2 separate regions of the Cyprinus carpio genome follow, and region 1 is linked to region 2. The links are chromatin contacts, called in public Hi-C maps. All regions are on one chromosome and are shown on one strand. The core of a region is the stretch at or near the end of the contact, and the rest is flanking DNA. Distances in the headings are between cores, read along the strand shown. Region 1 has its middle 57 kb from the start of LOC109062208. Region 2 holds the start of LOC109104004 (transcriptional regulator Myc-B).

Evidence for each region. A called contact is a pair of places that touch in the nucleus more often than the background predicts.
Region 1: a contact with region 2 is called in a Hi-C map of liver, with 2.1 times the contacts expected there. The contact joins the enhancer-like site here to the promoter of LOC109104004 in region 2. A contact is called at or near these places in 2 of 8 Hi-C or Micro-C datasets (both in liver).

Annotation. Positions count from the first base shown.
Region 1 is chrB2:18,203,782-18,206,481 of ASM1834038v1, forward strand. No RefSeq gene overlaps it. Among protein-coding and RNA genes, the nearest start is that of LOC109062208, 57 kb to the right of the region's middle. Within about 2 kb of position 1,365, at least 2 of the 8 cell types and tissues checked have an H3K27ac peak or open chromatin away from gene starts, as enhancers often do. A contact at or near this core is called in liver, where this site is marked.
Region 2 is chrB2:18,144,701-18,147,400 of ASM1834038v1, forward strand. It overlaps LOC109104004 (transcriptional regulator Myc-B), which reads left to right and starts at 1,367. Exons shown (of 3, transcript XM_042718474.1): 1 at 1,367-1,713; 2 at 2,010-2,664. The coding sequence starts at 2,019.

The DNA of each region.
Region 1 (2,700 bases), core at 115-2,614, 59 kb after region 2:
GCACTCGTCAAAAATTGTAACACCCCTTTCCATAATTGCGAGCTTCATCTTTCAAAATAAATGTAAAGACAGTTAATAATGTCCTTAGTTTTACCATCAGTTCAAGCCCGAAAGGGGAACAGAGTCGTGTGACAGACACAGTGATGAGGCTTGTATGTGTTTGCAGTACACAAGCCACGGACGGTTAAGACAGCTGACTCCACTGTAATGTGACCCTGTCTCTCTCTCTCGTGCACACACACACACACATATACAACGTGCAAAACTCCGCATTTGAACAGTCAATAGCAAATACTTAAACTAATAACAAAACATACTTACAGTCTGATTCAGAAGCACCAGATTGTTGTAGCAAAGTCAGAATTACCTCCTCTCCTAGGTTCACAAAACGGTTGTCCATAAACTGCATTTCTGTTCTGTTGTAAGTAATCTTAAAGATTCCTAAATGCATCTACTTTCAGAAGGCCAAATAAAGTGCTTTTGCTTTCGCCTAGAAACACACAGCATCTCCATGACACACAGCAACACACTGACCTCCCTGGTTTTGAGACTTTAGTCTTTGCAATTTCAGGGATCTTATCTATGCACAATCAGCTTGTAACACTCCAAAGAGAAAGGAAAACTTGAAATTCGCATCATATGACCCCTTTAATAAAGCCTCACATCTTATTAATATCTTGCTGGAAGCAAAATCTGATAGGTAGCACTTTTCGCTATCGAATTATGCTACCCTCTGTTTTAATGGGAGGTAGCAAAATCTGGCAGGGTAGCACAAATCGTCAGAACACCAGTTCCGCTCCTCCTGACCATAGACAAAGGTTTACAAGTCACTTTTTCCTGTGTTTTTCAATCAATTTCTTGACTTTTCCCCACTTATGAACAACGCATTTTCGTACATGATAAAAGCTCCTTGTGGTCTCTCGGTTTGGCCAATTTAAGCATCCATAAACAATGCAAAACACATGCATTTTGAGTTTCTGCTAGTGATTCCCATGAAGAAAAATCACTTCCTGCCCTCCATCTGCATTTCGTGCATCATCAGTGACATCATGTGCAAACAACCTATTGCAAAATATTTGCAATCCATAGTCAAGTTTTTGCTGATGAGGGTTCATCACAGGGTTAGCAAGGTGTCCGGCAGAGTCAGGACTTTGTCCTTTTTTTCTGGCAGCCTTGATCCCTCTGGATTGCTTGACATTGCATCATTTATCTGTATCTGTTCCTGTGTGTTTAGTGTAGTGAAAGTGCGTCAGAGTGAGGGAAAGCAAGGAAATCCCCTTCTGCCACGTGGGATATGAACAAAGACTCCAGTTTGCCTCAAACTTTCTCTCTTTTGCCTTGCAGCAGGAGAGGTCCCGCCACGCTCGACTGCCGGCATTTACACTCCTCAGTCCTCTCTCACCGCAAACCTCCCCGTGGAGATTGGCTCACTTTGTTTCCTCTAAGATGAATGTCTCTTTGAAACTCTTGTGGCATTTGAGTGAACTGCATTTATATTACAGGTTCCAGCTCTGTGGTGATTCATCGAATGGGTACTACAGAGGAGTTTGCTGCATCACAGAGCAAATCTGTTAAGATTCCTCAGAAACATTTCTTTGACATGACCAGCAAGTGTATATGAATGATGTCTCTTCAGAAAGATCGGTTTACTGGTTCTCAATTACTTTCTGTCTTTCTGTCCATCCATCACCTTAGTCTCACTTTCACAGTCTCTCCACCACTGTCTTTTCATGTAGCGGTTTGTATGAATAATATATGCCACGTTGCTTCGCCGTCATTAAAGGTGACCTTGGTTAATTATTGATTGGGTCAGATGATTACAGGCCTGACCTCTGTATGTTCTCGTCTGCCTGTCGTCACAGTTTTCTTGTTTACGCTCTTCCTCTTATTCCTGGAGACCCTCATATGATGAATTACGGTCTATTGTTATTGCTGGGGGAGTGTTGGCGCCTTTACAGAGACATGAAATGTAAAATTACAAATGTAACCATGAATGTCAAGACTATTACTTTGTTTTAATGAAATATGTAAGAGGTAATGTATAGTCAGTTGGTCATTATCACTAAATAAACCCTGACAGGATGATCAGGTTCAGCCCCTGAAGGGGTTTATTTTGTTAGTGACCGACTGACTCTAAAATGTCCTGCATATTACCTTGCTATTGCCAAATAAATACATAAATGGACTTGAAATATTGTTTTGAGTTTTTATTGTTTTTATGTGTGACCATGTGATTGAAGGAGTATAATAAGGAAATAATAATTCAGTTCAGCAGCTGTTATGTAAACTCATATAACCAATAAATATTGTGATTGACCAACCAGAATCAGAAAGAGCTTCAAGCAGAGAACCATAAAATAGGATTAGTTTTTATATTTATGTAATATATTTCTAACATTTTTTAAAGTAAATAGTATGCACTGCCATTTAAAAATTTGGGGTCATTTAAAAAGGTTTTAATTCAGTTGTTCAAAAGTGGCAGGGAAGACACTTCAGTCTCTTTGAAATAAATGCTGTTCATTTGAACTTTTTTTTTTTTTAAGTTTTCAACATTAATATAAAGTGATTTCTGAAGGATCATGTGACGCTTAATATTAGAGTATTGCCTATACAGAAAATTCAACATTGCCATTACAAAGGAATAAATTCTATTTTACAGTATATTAAAATTGAGAAATTATTTTGAGTTATAATATTTCA
Region 2 (2,700 bases), core at 117-2,616:
TAAAGTGAGTGAATAAAAGTGAATGGTAACCACAACTGTCAAGCAAGTCAAGTTTCAATGCAAAATTTTCTGTGAATAACAACAACAAGAACAAAATAATAATAATAATAATAATAAATTATTATTAGTATTATTATTATTATTATTTTGTCTGTTTTGAGCTTGTCGGCCACTGGAGGATCCTAAAAAACAATGTGTAAATGCAAAAGACACTGAAGACTGGAAAAATAACTGCTGAAAATTCAGCTGTGTCATTACGGGAATAAACCACCTTTTAGCATTTTTGAATATTAAAACAGAAACCAGTTTTTATTGTAATATTTCACAATATAAGCTATTTTTTTTTTTTGGAAAATACATTCAACCTAAGATATATATCAATATTAAAAAATCTTACAGACTCCAAGCTTTGAAACATATTATTTTATTGTGCCTATACAGTAATATTTTAAACAAGACAATTAAGGATTATTATGGATTATACAATTGAATCAATATACTATAGGCCTACATTTATTCAACAATTCTAAGTCACAAAATGATTAGAATTAGGTCCCAAGACACAAATAAACACCAGTTTAAAATCCTCTTAAAACGGTTTAAATAAGTATTTGAATCCTGCTCAATATAACATTCAATTAAAAAAGCGTAATTACTGCAGATAAACTCAATGTTTGTCTCAGACAGATAATAATTAATATCACTCAATAGAGTTAAATCCTATGATACTTCTTACAGATTAGCCACCAGAGGGAAGCACTTACCACTTCTGAGAGAATCGAGAACGTGTGCTCCTTCATCCATCAGGTCAAGATCAAACATTATATCAGGCTTATTTTGATAATCAGTAATAAAACTGACTCGAATCTTGATTTATTTATAATAATCAATCAAAAACGAGGATGATGATTACAACATAGCCTAAGCAGTAGGCAACATTACAGCATTACTGTAATGCAAATAACGACAGTGACAATAACAATAACAGTTCAATAAATATTTCAATCCTCATTCTCAAAAATAATCGTCAGATTGCTTAATGTAATTATCAGAAATAATTATTTAGGATAATTAGGATGTCTGTGGATTTATTTCATGACAGTTACATTTTGGTGATGTAAAATCACCCCTTCTGACCCCCAGCACTAGCAGCTGTGTGAGGAACTAGTAAACTGTGTCAATAAGAGGCGTTGGGTTCTGGTGTAGCCGACTACACACAGTAGATTTTCAGAAATATTCTCATGCACAACTCAATGTGCAGTGTTTTCATTAAAGCTCCGCCCCGGAACAACTCCGCGATGACAAGTAGGACCGTGTGTAACTCGTTTTCTTTAAATAAGGTCACATCTTAAGGATCTTTTTACATTGCTACATACATTGTCATTCGGTTATGTGTTTTTTAGAACAACTAACAAGAAACGAACGAGTTTGTGTTCTGTTCATCTCTCTACGCCCTGCACATTTGGCGGGAACGGCGCATGAATATCTAGAGTAAGGGAGGGGAAAAACAATCCGTAGTATTAAAACCCGCGGGAGCAGCTGTTCGAAATCTTGCAGTAAATGACAAGCAGCCGCTCGGGTGCTGCAGTCGCAGAAGTGCGCAGGTTGAGCGGCGCGACCCACTCCCACTTTGGATTTACTTTCACCTGATAGTTCACATACACTGACATCTCACCATACTGTCAGCTTTCATTCAGTTTCACCACAGCTACGGTAAGTCTTTCTGAATGATGATTTATTCTCACTTTTGGGCGTTTTTAATCTATTTATTTGTGTAAACAAATTTTTGGCCAACTTTTGTTCTGTAAACCTCTTGGACCATAAAATCAAGACTATAGTCTTAGATATTTTTCAAGTTTACATAAGTGTTCTGTATTATTTAATACGTGTCACATTCAGTAAGTTGATGAGTTTGTAAGACAACTCTCCTGCACTGAAGTTTAGACTTAAGATGAATAACTAGTTGTGCAACATTTAAAGGGCGGTTTTGATCGATAATGTATTCACAGGCATCCACCATGCCGCTGAATTCAAGTATGGCGAGTAAAAATTACGATTACGACTACGACTCCTACCAGCCCTATTTCTATTTCGACAACGAGGATGAGGACTTTTATAACCACCAGCACGGACAGACCCCGGCGCCCAATGAGGATATATGGAAGAAATTTGAACTGCTCCCCACTCCGCCGCTCTCCCCGAGCCGGCGTCCCTCGCTGTCAGACCCCTTCCCCTCCACGGCCGACCAGCTGGAAATGGTTTCGGAGTTTCTCGGGGACGACGTGGTCAACCACAGCTTTATTTGCGACGCGGACTACTCCCAGTCTTTTCTGAAGTCGATTATCATTCAGGACTGTATGTGGAGCGGTTTCTCCGCCGCGGCTAAGCTGGAGAAGGTGGTGTCGGAGAGATTAGCGTCGCTCCAGGCGGCGAGGAAAGAGTCTTCCAGGAGCGACTCTGTGGACAGCTGTCGGTCCAGCCCTAACGTCAGCTACCTTCAGGACATGAGCACCCCTGCCTCACAGTGCATTGACCCGTCAGTGGTGTTCCCTTTCCCGCTGACTGACAGCTCAAAGCCGTGTAAACCATCATTCACACCGGCTTCCACAACACTGCCACTGGATACTCCACCAAACAGTGGGAGCAGCAGTGACAGCGATTCCGGTGAGTAACGGTCAGCTTTTTAATGCTGATTAAAAC